7 separate regions of the Mus musculus genome follow, and regions 1, 2, 3, 4, 5 and 7 are each linked to region 6. Evidence: chromatin contacts called from public HiCAR-type, Micro-C and promoter capture Hi-C data. All regions are on one chromosome and are shown on one strand. The core of a region is the stretch at or near the end of the contact, and the rest is flanking DNA. Distances in the headings are between cores, read along the strand shown.

The links. Promoter capture Hi-C pulls out the DNA fragments that hold promoters and counts their contacts. A called contact is a pair of places that touch in the nucleus more often than the background predicts. HiCAR-type assays count read pairs that join an accessible place to other places.
Region 1: a promoter capture Hi-C map of embryonic stem cells shows a contact between it and region 6, with 4 times the contacts expected there. The contact joins the promoter of Mt2 here to the promoter of Mmp2 in region 6. A contact is called at or near these places in 5 of 39 promoter capture datasets (the 3T3-L1 cell line, cranial neural crest, embryonic stem cells and 2 more) and 2 of 115 datasets of contacts at active chromatin or transcription factors (astrocytes and embryonic forebrain).
Region 2: a contact with region 6 is called in a promoter capture Hi-C map of embryonic stem cells, with 3 times the contacts expected there. The contact joins the promoter of Mt3 here to the promoter of Mmp2 in region 6. A contact is called at or near these places in 3 of 39 promoter capture datasets (embryonic stem cells, pre-B cells and stem cell-derived epiblast-like cells).
Region 3: a contact with region 6 is called in a Micro-C map of embryonic stem cells, with 3 times the contacts expected there. The contact joins the promoter of Irx3os here to the promoter of Mmp2 in region 6. A contact is called at or near these places in 2 of 39 promoter capture datasets (embryonic stem cells and pre-B cells), 1 of 484 Hi-C or Micro-C datasets (embryonic stem cells), 2 of 115 datasets of contacts at active chromatin or transcription factors (embryonic midbrain and embryonic stem cells) and 1 of 9 other capture datasets (embryonic stem cells).
Region 4: a contact with region 6 is called in a promoter capture Hi-C map of the 3T3-L1 cell line, with 6 times the contacts expected there. The contact joins the enhancer-like site here to the promoter of Mmp2 in region 6. A contact is called at or near these places in 6 of 39 promoter capture datasets (the 3T3-L1 cell line, cranial neural crest, hippocampal neurons and 2 more) and 1 of 484 Hi-C or Micro-C datasets (palatal mesenchyme).
Region 5: a HiCAR-type map of astrocytes shows a contact between it and region 6, with 2.4 times the contacts expected there. The contact joins the promoter of Ogfod1 here to the promoter of Mmp2 in region 6. A contact is called at or near these places in 1 of 39 promoter capture datasets (neutrophils) and 3 of 115 datasets of contacts at active chromatin or transcription factors (astrocytes, embryonic forebrain and large pre-B cells).
Region 7: a contact with region 6 is called in a promoter capture Hi-C map of the HPC-7 cell line, with 5 times the contacts expected there. The contact joins the promoter of Aktip here to the promoter of Mmp2 in region 6. A contact is called at or near these places in 4 of 39 promoter capture datasets (the 3T3-L1 cell line, 3T3-L1-derived adipocytes, the HPC-7 cell line and 1 more).

What each region holds. Positions count from the first base shown.
Region 1 is chr8:94,171,090-94,173,981 of GRCm38.p6, reverse strand. It overlaps Mt2 (metallothionein 2), which reads right to left and starts at 1,364. Exons shown (of 3, transcript NM_008630.2): 1 at 1,107-1,364; 2 at 790-855; 3 at 415-646. The coding sequence starts at 1,134. The coding sequence ends at 555. It overlaps Gm39227 (a long non-coding RNA gene), which reads left to right and starts at 2,327. Exons shown (of 3, transcript XR_879107.2): 1 at 2,327-2,725.
Region 2 is chr8:94,151,237-94,153,977 of GRCm38.p6, reverse strand. Mt3 (metallothionein 3) reads right to left here and starts at 1,371. Exons shown (of 3, transcript NM_013603.2): 1 at 1,148-1,371; 2 at 888-953; 3 at 1-77. The coding sequence starts at 1,178.
Region 3 is chr8:91,801,934-91,804,633 of GRCm38.p6, reverse strand. Irx3os (a long non-coding RNA gene) reads right to left here and starts at 1,298. Exons shown (of 4, transcript XR_003947581.1): 1 at 914-1,298; 2 at 1-821.
Region 4 is chr8:91,394,446-91,397,145 of GRCm38.p6, reverse strand. All of the region lies in intron 1 of Fto (fat mass and obesity associated), which reads right to left. Among named protein-coding and RNA genes, the nearest start is that of 4831440D22Rik, 72 kb to the left of the region's middle. Within about 2 kb of position 1,290, at least 118 of the 459 cell types and tissues checked have an H3K27ac peak or open chromatin away from gene starts, as enhancers often do.
Region 5 is chr8:94,035,795-94,038,518 of GRCm38.p6, reverse strand. It overlaps Ogfod1 (2-oxoglutarate and iron-dependent oxygenase domain containing 1), which reads right to left and starts at 1,321. Exons shown (of 13, transcript NM_177767.4): 1 at 1,077-1,321. The coding sequence starts at 1,230. Nudt21 (nudix (nucleoside diphosphate linked moiety X)-type motif 21) reads left to right here and starts at 1,480. Exons shown (of 7, transcript NM_026623.3): 1 at 1,480-1,742. The coding sequence starts at 1,627.
Region 6 is chr8:92,825,872-92,828,571 of GRCm38.p6, reverse strand. Mmp2 (matrix metallopeptidase 2) reads right to left here and starts at 1,275. Exons shown (of 13, transcript NM_008610.3): 1 at 795-1,275. The coding sequence starts at 947.
Region 7 is chr8:91,132,606-91,135,305 of GRCm38.p6, reverse strand. It overlaps Aktip (thymoma viral proto-oncogene 1 interacting protein), which reads left to right and starts at 1,279. Exons shown (of 10, transcript NM_001302266.1): 1 at 1,279-1,406.

The DNA of each region.
Region 1 (2,892 bases), core at 115-2,614, 1.3 Mb before region 6:
GAGTTAGTGGTCCTTCTGCCTCAGGCTCTCAAGTGTTGGGGTTATTACTCGTGGGAGACGTCATATCTGACTCACTCCCATTTTTATTTACAGGTATTTCATACTTTAAGCCTAAAAACCGAAAATAATTAGGGGTAGGGATGTGGCGCATTAGAGCACCTGGGTTTAGTAAGCAGGAAGCTTTCGGTTTAATCCCCAATACACACACACACACACACACACACACACACACACACACACACACACACACGCCCAGTAGGAATGGCCCATTTCTGTGACCAATGCATGCTTCTGCATGACCACTTTCTAGGCGGTCAAAGTCCAGAGAAATATAATCCGACTAGCTCAAATTCAGCTGCTGCAGTCCCATCTCAACGCCTCTGCCAGCCCTTAACCAATGCACAGAGACAAGCTGAATTAATCAAGTCAACGGCTTTTATTGTCAGTTACATGCTTTATAGAAAAAGTTGTGGAGAACGAGTCAGGGTTGTACAAAAAAGGCTAGGCTTCTACATGGTCTATTTACACAGATGTGGGGACCCCTCCGCCCCCCTTCAGGCACAGCAGCTGCACTTGTCGGAAGCCTCTTTGCAGATGCAGCCCTGGGAGCACTTCGCACAGCCCACGGGGCAGCAGGAGCAGCAGCCTGTGGGGAGAGAAGAGTTGAACGTGAGCGAGAAACCTTGTCAGAGGCACACCACCTGAACGCTCCCGGGAGGGAAGGCGCGGCGCGGCGGGCTAGGGACCCCAGGAGAGTGACGGGGAAATGGCAGAGAAGATCCAACTTACTTTTCTTGCAGGAAGTACATTTGCATTGTTTGCATTTGCAGGCGCCAGCGCAGGAGCAGGATCCATCTAAAAGTAGAAGGCAGTCAGTGAGCGCGGTTGAGTGGGACCCGGGAGTACCTGAACGCTGTTCTCCTAGGAAGGTGAGGCAAATCACCCGGGTAGGCGAGCCACTATCTCAAGGACTAGTTTAAAGGAGCAGGAGTGCTTCAGAATTCATTCGGAAGGGGTAGCCGGTCGTACCCTTAAAGTAATTACTAAAGGAGGGGCCAAAAAGCCTGTCTAGCTCTCCCAGAAATCCCGTCAGCAGTCCCCCTTACCGGAGGCACAGGAGCAGTTGGGGTCCATGGCGAGTGGAGGCGGCGGTTGAAGATCGACGAGAGATCGGTTTGAAGAGTTCTAGGAGCGTGATGGAGAGAAGCACGCGGAGCGCGACCTTTATAGCGGAGAGTATTGGGTCGAGCGCAAAAGCTCCGCCCGGGTGGAAGGCACCATGCACGCGCCCCCGCCGCCTGCACACGCCCTTTTTCTGGCTCAAGGGATATGGCCAGCACACGCCCCTGGGCCTGCGCACGACCCGAATTCTGCAAGCGGCCCTCTTTTTGCTCGTGGGACAGAGCCTGCACACGCCCTCCCCCCACCCCCCGCGCTGAGTCACACCCCCTTTCTCTGGGCTCAGGGACTGAGAGCAAAGGAGCTGAGCGCAAAGGGTCTGCGATCCGGTGGGAACCGGTTCCAGGACACCTGCTTGCTCCCGCGCGCGCCCTTTGCGGTGCCCCGGGGCCCGAGGGGCCGGGTGCAGAGGCGATGCTGAGCGACGAGACCTCTGGCCGCCCAGATCACGCCACGGGGACACAGTTTCCGCGCATGTCTTGTGTGCTAACCTGGGTGAAAGCGGGGCTTGGAGACCCTGCGTACAGGAAAACTTAGCTGGCAGTGTGAACCGGTTACAAAAACCAGCCCTACCCCTGGCTTAACTGCTGTTGGTGATGTACTCCTGCCCCCCTGCGTGTCACGTGCTGCGGGCACCGTAAGAGCTGTCGTTTTTCCTTACAAACGCTGGTTGGAGTGTTCATTATTCTCACCGTAGAAAAGTGGAAACGGAGACGCAGTCACATAGTCACTTGCCCAAGATGAGTGTAGGGTTCGAATCCACTAAGGCACCAGCCAGTTGTCAAGAGACTAGAGACCATAGACACAAGCCTTGTGCTAAGACTTACTCTTGGGGGGCGGGGGGAGGGCAGCGAGTGACAGGAAAAAATGGTGGGGGTCTTTGCTGGAGGTGGAATTCAAGAGAACGAAAGCAGTCCATTCTGGGAGGATATGGACCAGGGCCCTTTGCCAGGGTGTTTGCCAAGTAGGAAGGGCCAGATGGTGGTGTTCTGAAACACACGGATGGAAAGCCCCACGTAACCCGACCCACCTCCACCCACGGGTGGATGCTGAGGGGAAGGGTGGAGATGGCAGCCAAAATTTCTTCCCCTGGAGGTACATGGTGTTTCCCCACTTGCTTAAGTCTGCTGAAATCAGACTGGAAGTCATAGCTGGAATGTCTGTGTCATCTGCAGAGCCAGGAAACTGGTGCCGGAAGCTTCCCGGCAGGCCGACTCGGATACTTTCAACGGAGGCTGTGGGTGGGTTGTAACAGGACAGGCTGTCCTCGCAGCTCTTAGTGAAAACTGGGGCAATGCCTTCTTGACTCATTCCAGGCATTACTGGATGCCCACGGCTGTCCATGGATTGTGTGATTAAACACCGTGTCCTTTCCCTTCCTGGCACTTTCTGTGGCTGCCCTGGCTATGAACTTGAACCGGATTGATTTCTGGGCTCCCGTGCTCCCTTTCCAGACTGACCCCAGAGCAGTCTTTGCTGTAACTCCAGCCTCAAGCCAGGATGTTGTTGGCAGTCACCGCTGGCCAAGTCCCGTAAATTCATGGAGGTAACTAACCCACGGTACGGTTATTCCTGCCCAGTTCTCACTTCCCGCTAGGACTTAGATTTTGAAAATGGAAGTACGTCGTAGACTGGATGTATCCGCCAGTTCCTTTAATCAGAGCACTCAAGAGGCAGAGGCACGTAAATTTCTGTGAGTTCAAGGTCAGCCTA
Region 2 (2,741 bases), core at 122-2,621, 1.3 Mb before region 6:
CTTGGCCCCCTCTTCACCTTTGCACACACAGTCCTTGGCACACTTCTCACATCCGGCAGGGCAGCAGGAGCAGCAGCCTGTAGATAAAATGTGTGTGTGTGTGCGCGGGCGCACATATGTGCCCAGTCTGATGTCGGCATCTGTCTCCATCAAAGGGCAGAGGAAAGCAGTATGGGAGGCTGGACAGTCATCAGGCTTTGCCCAGGACAGGTGGCTCTCCCTTCATACTGCCACATCAGGTCTGACTCAGCATCCATGGTACTGCAGTGACTGCCGGGCCTCTGTAGAGAGTCACCCTATAACTAGCACACAGCTCTTTGGGTGGGTGCTAGGGAATTCCCTGGGAATGCTGGGCTCAGGCCTGGGCCAGAGGGAGAGTTAGGTCTGGTGGAAAAGGCAAGCCAATGTAAAAGGTACTGAGACGGAATTGCAGCAGGGAAGGGGCAGGGATAATGTCGAGGCCAGCACATCCGTGAGATCTATGCATAGCCACACTCGAGAAGAAGAAAGCGCTGGTCCTACCTCTACACCTCACCCCAAGCATATTACATCGCTGAAATCTGGAAAGAGCAGATTGAGGAGACCCCACAAAGCCTAAGAAGGGCCAAGGCACTACAACTTTAAAGCTGACCCCCCCATTCTTCCTTGGGGATCCTCGGGCTCTGGAAAAATCGAAGAGTGGGGCTCAGCTTTCAAAGCGGCTATCTTAATAGCTTCCGGAAATTCATCAAAATATCCCCCTTACATTGGGTTAATTAACATTGGTTGTAATAGCCTCGGTATCTGAAGGTCTGCAGCAGGAAGCTTTGCTTCATAGTGTCTGGTGGGGGTGGGGTGGGCGCGGCGGGAGGTTATGGCAGGGGTTGGGGGTGGGGGGGTGCACTCACTCTTCTTGCAGTTCGTGCATTTGCAGCCCTTGCACTTGCATTTGTCCGAGCAGGTGCAGGAACCACCTAAGAGAGCACACGAAGAATTATACTAGGGAAACCTGGCGTCCCCATGCCTAAATGAAGATTATCATCATCACAGGGTTAAAGATGGGGGTAGGGGGAAGGGACTCCTCCCCCAAATGTCCTTGAGTGAAGACAGAGGAGTGGGTTCTTTGCCAGGAAAGGGCAAAGTGCTGCAGGAGGGGGAAGGGGCTCACCAGTAGGACAGGGGCAGGTCTCAGGGTCCATATCCAGTCCAGCAGCCGCCGTAGCTTGGTTCCTCCCGGCAAGCGGATGCGCTACGTAGCCAGGGCAGCAGGTGGCAAGGCTTTTATAGCCCCAGGCGGGGGCGCGCAAGCAGCGACTTGGCGCCCGCCCCTATGCACGCACAGCGCCTGCTCTCCGTGTGTGTGCACTGCTGTCCCGAGTCTCCACTGAGTGTAGGACCAAAGTAGCCTGTCCGCTGTCCACTCCTTGCCACTGCAGCCGTCTCCCTGAAGGTGCCTGCGCAGTACCATCTTTGCAAGTTGAGAGAGACAAATTAGTATTGCCCCTTCCCGTAGGTTCTTCTCCCTCTTCTCCCAGATTGTCTTGATCAGTTTGGTCCAAACGGGATGCTGAGCAGTGAGCCTGCTGCTGATCATCTCAGCAGCAGCAGCAGCAGCAGCAGCAGCAGCAGCAAAGATGCTCCCAAGATGCTTGAAGAAGGCTAGAAAGGGGAGACCTGACAGATCCTACCTGACACCTGCAGTTTGGTGGGAAGACTCGTGGCCTTTTCTGTCCCAATATTTCCTATAAAGCCCTTCTACAGGACCCTGAGCACCTCCTTAGCCCAGATAAATTTTACAGAGACACCCACTAGGGACCACCATTCTCTGTTTGGAGGTAGTTCGAGGTTGCTTCTCTTTGTTATTGAGACAGAGTCTTAGGTAGTCCAGTCTAGTCTTTTTTTTTATGTAACCAAGGAATTATACAAATTGTTTTGCAGCCAAGGAAGACCTAAACTCTTAATCCCTTCTGTATCCACCTGCCAGCTGCTGGGATCAAAGGTGCACACCACCGATGCTAGCTTTATTTTTTATTTATTTTGTTTAACTTATTTTTGAGATGGGAGTATCTCAAACTCTTAATCCTCTTGTAGCCCAAGCTGGCTGCTTTGAACTCAGGGTTCTCCTGTCTCAATCTCTTGAGTGCTGGGATAATGAATGTGCAACACCATACTTGGCCTCAGGGTTAGGCTGTCAGGGGTGGGATGGGGTGGGATGCCCTGGGACGAGGTGGGATGCAGTGGTGAGATACCCAGCCCTACTCTAATCGTCCATCAGACAGAACTGAGCTTCTATTCCAAATCTGAGCTGAACAAGTGGACTTCAAAATGGCTTGGCCAAGGAGGGGTGTGTTGGGGTATGTGACGGTGCACATGCAGGTACAGACCAGAGGACGACATTGGTGTCCTCTATCACCCTTTGCCTCACTGCCTCGAGATGGAGTCTCTGGCTGAACTGGATGCTTGCTGGTCAGCAAGGGTGGCAGGCTGGGGGTTCCCTGTCTTGCTCCCCCTCTCCCGGTGCTGCGGTACTAAGCATGTGCAGTTGTGCCTGACTTTCATGTGGATGCTGAACATCAGAACTCAGCTCCTCATGCTTGCATAGCAAGTGTACGTACCAACCGGGTTCTTTCCCCAGCCACCCAGGGTTTTCCTTTGTAGACCCAATACCCGTGATCCTTGAGGTTAAGTTTCAGTGGAGTTAAAAAACAAGGAAGAAAAGAAGAAAGGAGGAGAGGATGAGAAGGACCAGGAGAGGAGATGGA
Region 3 (2,700 bases), core at 49-2,548, 1.0 Mb after region 6:
GGCTGGTGGTTCGGAGTGTCCGACCCCGAAGCTGGTGGGCCTCTGGCTACACATAGGGCACCCCTTGTAGTTGTCCTCCAGCGCGCACAGCTTCGTGCGCCACGTGTCCTCGGCGTACACCTTTTCTGTATGCTCCTGGCGCCCTGATCCCAGACCACAGAGCGTCCGCGGCGAGCGCTTTGTGCACTGTGCCTGTTGGGAGAAAGAGGGGGTGAGGGAGAAGCTCCTGCTGGTCTCCTGCTGTTGCGCTCAGGTCTTTCCCCAATCAACTCCCGATGCACCTGCTTCTCCTCACTCTCTGTGCGAATCTGTCTGTCTGACCTAATCTCCTGGATTAAAAATCCCATGAAAAGCTTCAGCTCTCCGCGGACTCGCGAGTTTAGTCTAAGAGCTGAGTTCCACTGGCCTGGTCTTGTTGAGGAATCAGAGCCATGCAGTGACTCCAGTCGCTTGGGATACTGGGTCCCGGCGTGGGTTGCTGATTTCAGGGCCAGACCAAAGCTCTTCCCAGTTGGTCACGGGGTAACTGGTAGCTGTTTCTACTCCAGGCCTGGGATGCCTGGAGGAATCTAATTAAGCGAGGTTCTTAGGTTCATGCCTGGGTCTAGAGGTTCACCCTCTGGGCCAGGGGCGGCCCCGTGGCCGGCGTGAGTCCTTCCTGAGAACAGCCTGGCTCTTCCGGTGTTCTTTCTCTCAGCCCATCATCGCAATCGGACACAACCAGGTCGATAGCTGGTTAATGCAGTAAGGAAGGAAGGAGCATCTCAGAGGCTCTTGTGTGGTGTTGTTGTGTGGTGTTGCGTTTTGTTTTTCTTTCCCTTCTGAAAAACAAAACAAAACAAACAAACAAACAAAAAGGAATGAAATACTCGTGGTTTTGCCCAGACATGTACAGCGAAACCCCTTCGCCCACCTTGCAATCTGGCTCTGTCGCCCATTGGTCTGGTCCAGTTCTGTGTAGGTAGGTCGTCCCGGCTGTCTTAAAAGACTCACCATCCTATACACAGGAAAGATCCTGGAAAATAATGTCACCTCTATTCTACAACCCTAAGACCTTTGCTTGAGCAGGTGAGCCCTGGCTTCCTGTGACAGGTTTAACCAGAAACGGAATCAGGCTGCGGGGAAGCCATTCGAAGGCCTGAGCTGATCCTACTATGCCTCCTCTGTCCAGGCTCACCTTAAAGCCAACCTCCAGCACCAGGCAAGGAGACCAGGAGACCACAGAGAAGCTGCACAGATTCAATTTAGGAAGACCCCACATGCTGACATCGAACCCTAGACTTGGTAGCTCCCCAAACTTCTGTTTGTGTTTCTCCCACTAATTTTCTGAGTTAGTACCTCCTGGAGCCTAAGGTCAGTGGAATGCAGCCAGAGGTGGGACATGGGGGTCAAAACTGGAGGCCAGGGCCAGGGAGAAAGAAATCCATTCCCTAACTGTATTCACACTAGAGCCCGGCCAGCCCGGGACCCTTAGATTCCTCCAAGCTGGCGAGTTCCGGTTTGATTCTTAGTTCAGTCGGAGGCCCTTGGGGTGGTTTTTCTGCCTCTAAGCTAGGGCTCTTCACTCTACTGAAGAATCGCAGCCGGGGAGTTGTTCAGTCCGCAGGCCCACAGCAGGCCTGGCCCGCGCGTGGGTCGCCGCTACAGCCTTATCTGGGAGCTCCAGCTATCCCGGGAATTTCAGTATGACTTTCCACTGCACACACTAATCCGTGACGGTGGGCACTTGGACACTCACATTTCAAGTTAGATTTAGGAAATATCCTACCATAAAACCAAAGTCTTGCTCCCCGCCCCCACAATGCACACTCTCTACGGCTCTGGGGGAATTCTCGCCAAAAGAAAAACGCTGGGTCTGGGGACCAGAGAGCGGAAAGGGGAGGGGGATAGTGAAATGAATGGTCGCAATTAAAAAAAAAAAAATCACACCAACATAGAAACTTCTCGGAAGAGCTTTCGGAAAGTTCCCAGAGCCTAGGCTCTAAGTTTCTCTGCTCCTCCCCCACTCCATAGCCAGGAGCTCCACCAACTCCTTGCTTGTTCCACCAGACCACCTAGGCGCCAAACTCACTATTTCTTGTGAGGATTCTCAACAAGGTACCCTGGAGGTGTAAATGTAGCAAACTGCGGGGTTCCCCCGCCCTCCCCCCACCCAGCACAGAATAGGTCTTTTAAAGCTCGGAGAGGCAGCACTCCCAACTCCCAGGCAGCACGTTCACTCTTTTAGCTGCAGGCTTAGGCTTTGGAGAACGACCTAGGGACCAGAGCTGAAAAGTGCAAAGGGAGCCACGGGGGGGGGGGGGGGAGGGCGGGAAGCCCCGGAAGCCTGCCTTGGTCCAGGGTCCTGTCCCAACCCGGAACTACAGCTTCGAAGGGGGCTGAGAATTGAGGAGTTGGAAGACCTGAGGGGCTAGGTGACCCTGTACTAAGCCGCCACTCGTGGTCTCGGCTCTCCCCTCCGAGTGCGGGCAGGAGGGGGCGGGAAGAGACTGAGTCCAGTCCCGCCCCGCCCCGCCCGGCGCTCTGTACTCGCGGGGGAGGGCCGCCTCGCCCAGAAGGCTCCCGGGTGATTGGCGACTCCAGGAGGAGACGCAGGGAAAAGTCGAATAAGAGGGCGCGACGTCAGACTCGAGATTTGGGGAAGGGTGAAGGAGGGGGTGGAAGGGCGGGGACGGACACACAGACACTGACGCGGACACA
Region 4 (2,700 bases), core at 41-2,540, 1.4 Mb after region 6:
CTGGCAGATGGGGGTGATGTCTCTAAAGTGCTTATGAGAAATTATGCTGAATCTTTAAAATGTGCTTAATATTTTTGAACATGTGAATGTGAAGTACATGTTTGTATGTCTGTGTGCATGTATGTGCACATGGAGGTCAGAGGTCAGCATCTGCCTTCTGTGATTGTTCTTCAGCTTGTATTTTGAGTCAGGGTCTCTCAGTGGACCCGGGCCTGCCAATCTGTCCAGTGGACCTGGGCCTGTCAATCTGTCCAGACAAGCTGAGCAGTGAGCCCCGAGATACTCTTATCTTTGCTCTCCCAGCTTTTTAGAATTATAGATGTTCATTGCCAAGGATGGCTTGTATGTGTGTACGTGTGCGTGTGTTCGTGTGTATGTACACTCAGGTCCTCTTGTTTGCAGGGCAAAAATATCATTGATTGATTCATCTCATTAGCCTAATGTGGTTTTTAAAATTTAAATGTATTTTTATGTGTATGAGTATTTTGCCTGCATGGTTATCTGTGCATCGTGTATATCCTTGGTACCTGTGGAGGCCAGAAGAGGGCATTAGATGCCGTGCAAGTGGACTTACAGATAGTTGTGAGTCACCCTGTGGGTGCTAGAAACTGGAAGAGCAGCCAGTGTTCTTAACCACTGAGCCATCTTTCCAGCCCCCTGATGTGATTATCTGCTTAGGTTTACTTCTATTCTGCTATCCCTCTGTCTGTTCCTCCTTCCTTCTTTTTTTTTTTTTCTTTAAGGACTCCAATGTTCTTTGTCACAGTGTTACATTTGTTACATTCTCTCTCTCTACACACACACACACACACACACACACACACACACACACACACACACACCCCTTCTGTTCCTTAAGACCCACAGATCAAAATAAACTACAGCTCTCCTGGGGTCATGGGACTTCTTCCAATTTCCGTTTCAAAAAAGTGAACCTTCACCGCAAACCCTGGTTTGGGGGGGGGGGCGGGCAGGTTAGTTACTTCCATGCTCGTCTGCAGTGGTAAACCTGTATTCCTGACTTTCTTAAATTCTACTTTCTGTCTCAACATCCAGACCCTCTGTAGGATGGAGGCTTTAATCTAGCTGCTTACCCTTTCTGTTCAGGTCCTTCCAGTGTGTAATGCATCTTGTCTACAAACCCAGCTACGACTTGTCTTCTTGTGTTCCTTTACTGTCTCATTCCTGCCATCTCTGTGGTTGGGGGCAAAGGGCACGCACGTAGTGTGATGCAGGAAGGCACAGGATTCTTCAGGACAGTTTCTCAGCAGGGGATTACCCAGGCTACAGTGACTCACAGGACTTTGAAGGGTTCTGACTCATACAGTGAAACTGCCCTCCTGGTATCAATTCACATGTCCATCAGAGGACAACTCCCATTTCTTCATCGAATCAAACACCAGTTATTACCAAACTTGTACATTTTTAGCAAATTGACTAATGAAAAACAAGTTCTCCTGCTCCAATTTACATCCTTTCTGAGTCAGGTTAAATAACTCTTCTTCTATCTATTGTTACTATGGAAAGACAATGAACTCAGAGTCGATGTAATTCAATCATTGAGACTTCTGTCATCTCTCCTTTTGCTGAGCAGCTGTCTAGGGGAAGGACCAGGTCTCCAGCAGAGCCACCTTCATGTGTGCTGGATAACATGCCACTTTCCATGTTCTCCTTATTTAAGACGGCAATACTTGGCCTCCATTCAACCAAGTTAGCTGCAATATTTTTTAGTCTCAAAGGCCTCTCTTTTAAGGGAAAAAAACTCAACAAAAACCACAGATTCAAAATAACATGCACAAGCTCTTCACATAACTTGAAAACCAATTTACTTGTCTCACTGACTTAACTTTTTAAAGTTCTCAGCTCTAATCACCATTTTGGGGGCTGTACAATACAGTCCAAGTTTCAAATGAGAAAAGGTCTCCTGAAGAAAACTGCCAAACGAATGCAAAAGCAACTGAAGTGAAGCCAAAGGGAAGTATGGTTAAGGAGTGACTGGGAATGGCTAGACCTTGGGGGATGTTTACATACCTGAAGGAAGTGATATTAATATCAAAGCAGTGCATGTAACAGGATAGAATGGAAGAGCCTGTCCTAAGGACCAGTGACTCCCAGCAGCTCTCCAGTGGCCCTGACACTGCCCTGCATGCCGATGCTAAGTTCTCCAGGCTGCTCCAGATTCTTCAGCTGGAACCAGAGATGCTACTTACTGAGACCCTGCCCCGCACCACCACACAGGCTTTGATTTTGAAAGTGAATCCAACCACTCAGGTTAACGAGAGCAACTGCTGAGTTTAGAAATCCCTTGCTGCCCTTTCTACTGACATCCTAGCTCTGAGGACCTAATAACAAACTCTTTGACATTTCCAAAAGGCAAAAATCCCTCCTGATCAGAAGAAAAAGCCACGTTCTCTCAGCTGTGTTCAAGGGCACTTAGCATCCTGAAATTATACACCTTGGTAGCCCATCAAAAGGTCAGGAGTCAGAGCTCCATGCCACTTTGCCATGTGTCTGGCCAGGGTTTAGCACAATCAAACCTGGCACTTCCCTGCTAGCAGTCCAACTGCAAACAGGCACACTTGAGACCAGTAGGATTTTGGATTTCTTTGTAATTATACAAAGCTTTAGCCATTAAACCAAGATCAAACAGCCTGCCATGGGAAAGCAGGTGCACACGTTGCTGCTGTGAAGTCATCAGAA
Region 5 (2,724 bases), core at 72-2,571, 1.2 Mb before region 6:
TTAAACACTGAACCATCTCTCCAGCCCCACATTTTAGATTCTTAACTCATTCTCTCCAGAGCGAAGTAAAACAAATAATAAGAGTAGCAAAACTGGCTGGCTATTTCTCTTTAATACCACCCTTTCTTTCCCTAAATTTCTGGGTTTAAAAACAAAACAAAACAAAACAAAACAAAAAAAAAAAAAACAGGTGGTTTTTAACCTCTAACTGATTTCACTTCCACTAGATTATGAATAACAACCAATCTTGACCCAGTGGTGCCTTATAAGCATTATTTCATTTATATTCTCTACAACTGAGGAATCGATGATATAGTCACTACGCCTTTGCAACAGACAAAGAAACTGAGAAGTCTCTGGGCAGCCGGAGCCTGCATTTTATGTAATCATCTTCTGCCTGCGTCCTGAGCGCCCAGGGGTTCCCCTGTTTAAACACTCAAATGAAACAGACAATCGGCAAGTCTGAGAAAATTCAAGACGCACCCAGCCAGAGTCACATTGTATAAGGTAATAACTTGTAGCTATGTCTGGAATGATCGTTCCTTTCAAGATTATGTTGGTTTTGTGCGTCACTTAGGCCAACGACAAGGTACGTGAAAACTGGTAAATCCAGGTGCTTGCTTCTCTGGCAGCTTTCAACACCAGCGTGGGTTAGACAGTCCACGTAACAGCGGAGAGTGACCCTCGCTTGCTAGCTATTTACCGGTTCTCAAGGAAACGTTTATGAATGTCTACAAACATTAGTTTGTCAATCCCATCTTTCGGAGGGGGAATACTATTAACGATTCCGTTTTATAAACGAAGAAACTGGCCCTTAAGCAAAGTTATATGCATTGCCCAATGACGTACAATCAGCAGAGGGATTCTGAGTGACCTCTGATTCTAGAATTCAACCCCCAGGCTACATGTCTCCCACTTCCCCATAGTGTCCGGAGCTTATATTTATTTTCCTCCCCAGGCTTGCCAAATCAAGCAGAATATGGAATGAACCGAGCAGCAGTCAGCGCCCGGGTCGGAGGTGGCTGCGATCCTCCCCACACCTCTTGCTGCCGCGCCTCCCTACAGCACCCCATTACCATGGCTGAACGGTGTCCGGCAGCTCCAGGCCTCAGCCACCTGCTTCCTCAGGATTTCTTCAGTGACAGCGTCCGAAAACTCTGCCGATACCTGCTTCTTTCCCTTCTTCATTGGCCGCGCTGGGCCAGGATCCGCCGGCCGCTTCCCGTTCATCTTCTCACGGTGCACAGACCCACGCCAAGGAAGTCAGGACGCTACTTCCCTCCAGAAACTACAGTTCCCGAAAACCCTCTTTCCTTATTTCACCAGCATTACCCAATGGAAAGGCAGTAAAGCACAGGGAGGCGGGATCTCCACAAAAATAACCAATGGGAGATCAACATATTGCGTCACGCCGCCAGCAATTGGTCAAATGGTCGCAGTGGCCTGCCTCCCAACTTCCTGCCTCCGGAGCGTATTCACTTCCGGCGTGTGTTCCGCGCCTCTTGCTCTCGACTGTTAATGGCGGGTGGTGGCTGCTGAGCGGGACGCAGATAACCGCTGCCCGCCCCGCGGACGTCTCCCCGGGCCCCCGCTTTCTGCACGTCCCCGGCGTCGGAGCTGTTCAGCATGTCTGTGGTGCCGCCCAATCGCTCGCAGACGGGCTGGCCCCGGGGGGTCAACCAGTTCGGCAACAAGTACATCCAGCAGACCAAGCCCCTCACCCTGGAGCGCACCATTAATCTGTAAGTGCGGCGCGGCCTCGGCCGTTGATGCTCTCCCAGTGCGCGCTCCTCCCTCACGCCGGATGCGGGTTGTCCCTTCCGGGATGCGCGCTTTCTTTCCTAGACCTGTTTCTCGACCCCGACTTGGCAGTTTTCCTATTTTAAAAGCGAGGTTCGTTTCCCCCTTTCCCTTCATTCAGCCATGGTTAGAACCTGCGTTTGCTTTGAATTCATAATGTGTGTATCCTTTCAATCCGTTGCTGGTTGTTTCATCGCACATGTATTTGTGTTTATTTGAACAATTCTCAGTTTTGTAGGGTGTACATTTCTTTTACAGTAACTTTTCCAGATTAACCTCTGACATCCTAGTTTTTTTTTTTCCCCCTTTAAATGTTGGGTAGTGTTCCATCCAGTGGCCACATTTTATTAATTTTCGCGCTGTTTGGTCTACCTTTTTGCATTTGTATGTCTTGTCTACCAAAGTGCCAACATACAGTATCATTGCAGACTCCCAGTAGACCTAAAATTGCGAGGACACACTCTGTTGTCTGGTTGTACTTTCAGAGGTCGGAGGTACCTTACATGTTGTCCCGACAGCCTGTTTGCAGGCTGTTTTGTTTTCAACAAACCTTTGTCTTAAGCAGATGATTGCATTTCGGGATCACTCAAACAAAATTTTGTTGTGGCAAGAAATTGAGATTGGGATATAGCTTATAATGTTTGGTACCTCATTCCCTAGTGTGGAGCTGATTCTAATGGGAAAAAAGTGTCCAGTTTAGACTGGTTATTTGTTTAAAATGTGCAAGACATTGCTGAGAGTGGGGTTTGTGTAAGTCATTTTAGTGACTCACCTTTCATATTCAAATAAATAAACAAATCTCTCATATTCAAGTAAATAAACCATTCCTCCTAAAACTAAATGTGACATGAAGTTGAAAACTTGTTGAGCTCTTGAGAACTGTTCTCAAGAACAACTACTACTATTGTTTTTGACAAAACAAGT
Region 6 (2,700 bases), core at 26-2,525:
CCTTCTGCTCCTGCTCCTCAGGCCTGCCAGCCAGGCGCGTTGTTTCCTTGTGTCCTCTGATCCCAGGGAAAAGTTCAAAGAAACTCTCCTTGGACCCTCCTGGACAACTTCTGCATTAAAACAAGACATCCCTCAAAATGCACAGTCTGCTTCCCTCCAGCCTCAAATTACTTGCCAAATGGTCCCTTCCAGCATCTCACCAAAGGCCTGTCTCTAGATGTGTGCCAAAGTTTCCCAGAAGTTTGCCAAGCCTTGCTTTGGCTATCCTTTTGTGGCCAAAGGCTTATACAAATTATATGCGAAAGCACACACCCCATTTTCAAGAGATTCCCCCTTAAACTGATTGCCCTAAAGGCCTGACAAGATGCTTGCCAAAGGTTCTGTTGCCAGCTCTCCTGTTGGGTCCAAAAGACATTTATAAAGCCCTCCTAGAACCAAATCCCTTAGGTAAGTAGTCAAAGTCCCTATTATTCACAAAAGCAACCCTTTCCAGATGTTTCCCAGGGCAATCATCTCCCTCCTTTGCTTCTTCCTGGTCCCTTGGACGTACCCTGAACTCCCCCAACTTACTTATCAGTGGCCTCTTCTTACCAAAGCCTCCTCCCCCCCACCCCCACCCCCACCCCCGTTGTTTACAAAAGCCAACCTCTCCATCAACTGGCCAAGAAAGAGACCCTCAAAGATGTTTACCAAAGTTCCTCCCAAGGCTGTGTGCCAGTAGAGGGGGTCAGAAGAGGGAGGGTGGCCTGCGTCTTCTATTTCCTAAATTTGTCTAAGCCAGCATAGCAACTTACCACTGCCAACTCTTTGTCTGTTTTAGGGGCGACATCGCCGGGGAACTTGATGATGGGCGATGGTGCAGCGATGGCGCGGCCCAACAGGCAGCACAGGACGCAGAGAACCCGCAGAGGTCCGGCCAGCGCTCCCCAGGCCACTCGTGCCTCCATCGTTGCGCTCCCGGGCTCCGCGTGTCACCCTGAGGTCTCTGGCTGTGCCCTGGGGTCCGCCCGGCTGGCGCCTGCCCTGCACGGCGATCCCCTTACTCTACTGCCTCTGCTTCTCGGGGCTCAGGAGCTCATAACGGGGTCCCACGTCCCAATACACACCACTGCCGCGGGTGCTTGCAGGTCCTGGCAATCCCTTTGTATATCTAAACTCCTGGATGCACACAGAGCCTCCAGCCACCAGGGAAGTCTGGATGCAGCGGAAACAAGGGCGGGCAGACGCCAGATGTGGCCGGCTGGGCTGGAAGAGTGCTGGCAGCACCGGGTGGAGAGGGGAGGGTGGGGAAGTGAGGTCCGACCCGCCCCTCTCCTCCCCACCCCCTTTCTCAGCTTCTTCCCACCTCTTCTTCCATTCCCCATCCCCCTTCTGCCTCCAGCTACCCTGGCCCTTCTTGCTCCCTAACTGGGGGCTACCACTCCACATCTGCACCTAGGTCCTCTTTCTCTAAACAACTGGTGCGAGTCCTGAAGACTCTTATTTAAAGATTGGATCAGGGCCTTGCCTTTGGAGGGATACTGGAATCAGGACGCTGAGCTCCTGGGCACAGGAGTCCAAAAAGTGAAAGTTAGAAACAAGAGGGTCCCAACCTTTCATGATGGTCCAAAGCAGAAATGTTAGATAATCAGCCATAGAGCCACTCAAGGAAATGAATAGAAGTAGAAAGAGCCAGATAGAAATTAATAGAATCTAACCAGCCTTCCTTCTCCAAACTACACGTTTACTTGGTTTCACTGGTGGTCCTCAATAGAACACAATACAGTGATGCACACAGCACTCCAACTTGAGAAATGTTCCCTCTCTTAGGAAAGACAACTGAGTCTGACCTTACTTACTCCCCCCCCCACACACACACACAACTAATAAGAACATTCTAGAAAAGCTTCTTGGACGATGTGACTTCTGAGTTGTTCCTGGAAGAGCACCTTGGGGTACCTGGTGGGAGCAGAACACACATTTCCAGCAAGCTCTATCAAAGGAGATTCCCCCTGTCTTAAAAGTAAGGTTATCCTGCCCCAGGGGCCAGCAAGGATAATCTGGAAAGGAGGTGGGATTAGGATCTAATTAAGAAGCCAGGGCATGTGCTGAGATAGCCAGCATCACCTGCCTGAACAGAGTTGGAGATCCTGGGAGTAGAGTATGTCCTCTATCCCTTGGCTTGAAAAAGCTTAGTGGCTTGGATCTAGTGGTCTTCTGACAAGTTCAGACTTGCCCAGCAGGCTGTAGAGTGGGTTAGCCAGGGTCAGCTGCAAGGAGTCTTTTGGGACCAGAATCTGTAGGAGGGAGCTGGGCCATCTGAGGGGACAGCTCTGGCTTTGGGGAGTAGGGGGTAGAAAGGACCTCTGGGGAGGGGCGATTGTCCTCTGGCTCAGCCCCATTTGGCTCCTGGCCACCCAGTCTTGTGGATAGTCAGAGAGCCAAGCTGGAGAGCGAGTGGTGAAAGCGGAAAAAGTTGTTTCACTTAAGCAGGGGTTGAAAACTCGTGGCTTGTGGGCTGAATAGCATTTTGAAATTTGGGAAGCCTTATGTAAAAATCAGACATTCTGGTTTTGTTTAAAAGTTCCCTAGACCTGGCAACCACGGGTGCCAGTTTCCATATGGCAGCCACTAGCTGAGGCTAGGTCGTCCTCTTCAGACAAGACTTTGTTATTCTCTACCACCTGGTCAGGGATTCACGGTTGTCACCTTTGCCCACAT
Region 7 (2,700 bases), core at 30-2,529, 1.7 Mb after region 6:
GAGAGTAAGGGGTAAACTGAAAGGAGCAGGTAACCAAAATGGCTGAGTTACATGGGGAAGGGCTTCTAGGGAGAAAGGCAGCATGTTTCCCGGGCGGGGAAAAATTAGAGTAGGGGCCAGACATATCTTGTAACAAGTAGGGACTAAGGGATGCAGGCCACAGTAGAAACAGAGACTGTAGGCTGCAAGTCTGGCCATTTAAGATTTACACAGCCAAATATTGCCAGATTTCTTCCTTCCTTCCTTCCTTCCTTCCTTCCTTCCTTCCTTCCTTCCTTCCTTCCTTCTTTTTTTTTTTTTTTGGGGGGGGGGGTTCAAGACAGGGTTTTTCTGTGTAGCCCTGGCTGTCCTGGAACTCTGTAGACCAGGCTGGCCTAGAACTCGGAAATCTGCCTACCACTGCCTACCAAGTGCTGGGATTAAAGGCGTGCGCGCCACCACTGCCCGGCGCCAGAATTATTTCTTAAGTACATCAGTGTTGTTCGATAATAGTCGTTACAGAGGGTCATCTTGGCCACTGGGCAGAATTATGCTTTTCTCCAGAGAAACGGGGCTTTATGTCAGGCCAGAACTTCAGGATGCTTGTATCCGTTAGAGACACGTTCTTTGATACGCTAATGTGTTTAATGGCTGGTTGTAAATCAGGGTTGTCTTTTTTTTGGTTATGGGAATGGAACCTAATGCACATCAATCCCCGGGAAGAAACATTTACAGAATTCTTTCTAACAAGCCTGATAACTTTGGATTTATTGTAAAGGTAGCACTACCTCAGCTAAATTCTACTCTGTGTCACTTATTGTCTCCTAAGCAAGTTGATTAATAAATCCCATCACTCCCACCAGGGAGCTGCAGACCTCCCTCTCCAGCCAGTGGCTCAGAGTCCAGGCCTGGATACCGGCTGACGCTTGGCGGAGCCAAGAGCTAGCAGCAATCACTGCCGGAGACTGGCTATAGTGGCTGCCGCATAAACCTCTGGGTGGGTATCCATGGTGACTGACACACGCCACGTCCAATGGCGGCCTGGTGCCTGTTTGTTTCTCGTCCCAGCCTCCCCAGGGATTGAAGCTTCTTTGACTGACAGCTCGTCCCTGGGCGCTGTTACGTAAGGGGGAGGTACGAGCGCGGCCCCACCCGAGCGGCGCTAACTTGATTGGCAGGACGGAGCTCCAAGCCCCAACACCTCCCGGAAGTACGTTTTTGATGGACGGCGAGAGAGAGCCATTCGGCATGGGTATCCGAGCGGAAGCGCCCAGTCTAGGGCGTGTCCAGGGCGTGTCCCGCTGAGGGCAGGGCGGGGCGGGGCTCTGCGGGAGAGGAGCGGCAGGGGCCGGGCTGCAGGACAGCCGGAGATGCTGTTGGCCCGCGGTGGCGCTCGGCCCCCAGCGCTCCGCACCGAGGGCATCCAGGTAAGCGTCTCACCTCTGGGCTGGTGGCTACCGAGTCGTCAGGACAGAGGGTTTGTGTCCGCGGCCCGGCGTTCGGTTCCCTGGGGTGCGCTAGGGACCGGGGCGACGGCGGCCGCGCGGGGACACGGGGGCGGGGCCGCACCTGTGCGCTGCAGGCACCTGCTGCACCCGAGGAAGAGGGCGGCAGGGTTGGTGGCGCTCTGCTCCGCTTGGTCTGCCCCTCCTGCGCTGGGTCCCGTCTGTCTGGCGAGGGGCTGACATGAAGCCCCAGGCTCTCGGCCTCGGCTGCAGACTAGCGGGCCCAGCCAGCCTCCAACTCGCTTCCAGGCTAGGGCCGGGCACCAGCCTTACATCACCTCGGGACAGGTTTGTCCAGATTCTCTACGTGCTCCGAAATGGGATTGTGCCCCGGGCCAGGGTGCCCGGCCCAGCTAGCTGCCCAGCCAGCCGGGCTGTCGGAGGCCCGGGCTGTTTACTTTTCCTCGGTCCTGTCTGGTGGCCTCTTAATGTGGAATTTCGTAAACCCTTTTTGGGGTGATAACATTAGTTAGCTCTGTGTCACAGAAGAACGATGGTAGCTAGGTCTCATTGGCCCTCTGCGGTATACTCACTGTCGCATAGGTGAAGATGCAGACTTCGCTCAGCTGTGTAAATGCATGCAATCATTTTTTTTTTTTAAGAGTCAGAGGAGCAGGAAGTCTGGTGGTATTTTCTGCGAATAAGGATGGAACCTGTTTTCCTTACATCTGTCATTACTATTGGACGATGTCATGCTATGCTTATGGTAGATTGCTCATCTAGCAAACTGTAGTTTCTGAAAAGTTGGCTACGGTTCCTTGTGCTTATGTTGCTATTGGAACCACTGAGTTAAAAATATGGCTGCGCTGGACGGTACATGGTACCTTTTGGAGGAACTGAGGGCCATGTACTGAATTTTTAAAGGCAGAAGACATGAAAGGTGCCCAGTGCCAGTACATTTACAAATAGGAAATGCCACGCCTCTCAAGAGGTGAAGAAAAACCTTGAGAAAACATGTGTGTCTAGGCAGTGGGTTACTAGTCCTTAAGGAAAATATATAGTTTTCATTTGAGCCAAACAGGAACATAACCCTCCTTGAATTTTTGATGCACTATGGTGTCAGCCACCTTTAAAAGCAGGTTTGCAAAGCCCTACCTGGCTGCAAGTCAGCAAGTTAGTGGGAGAAGTGGGATCCCTGTCCTCTGGTTTAATTACTGGGTGACACTGTCTCCTGGAAAGCACGGCAGCAGTTATAGGCACTGGCTGGTACCCACCC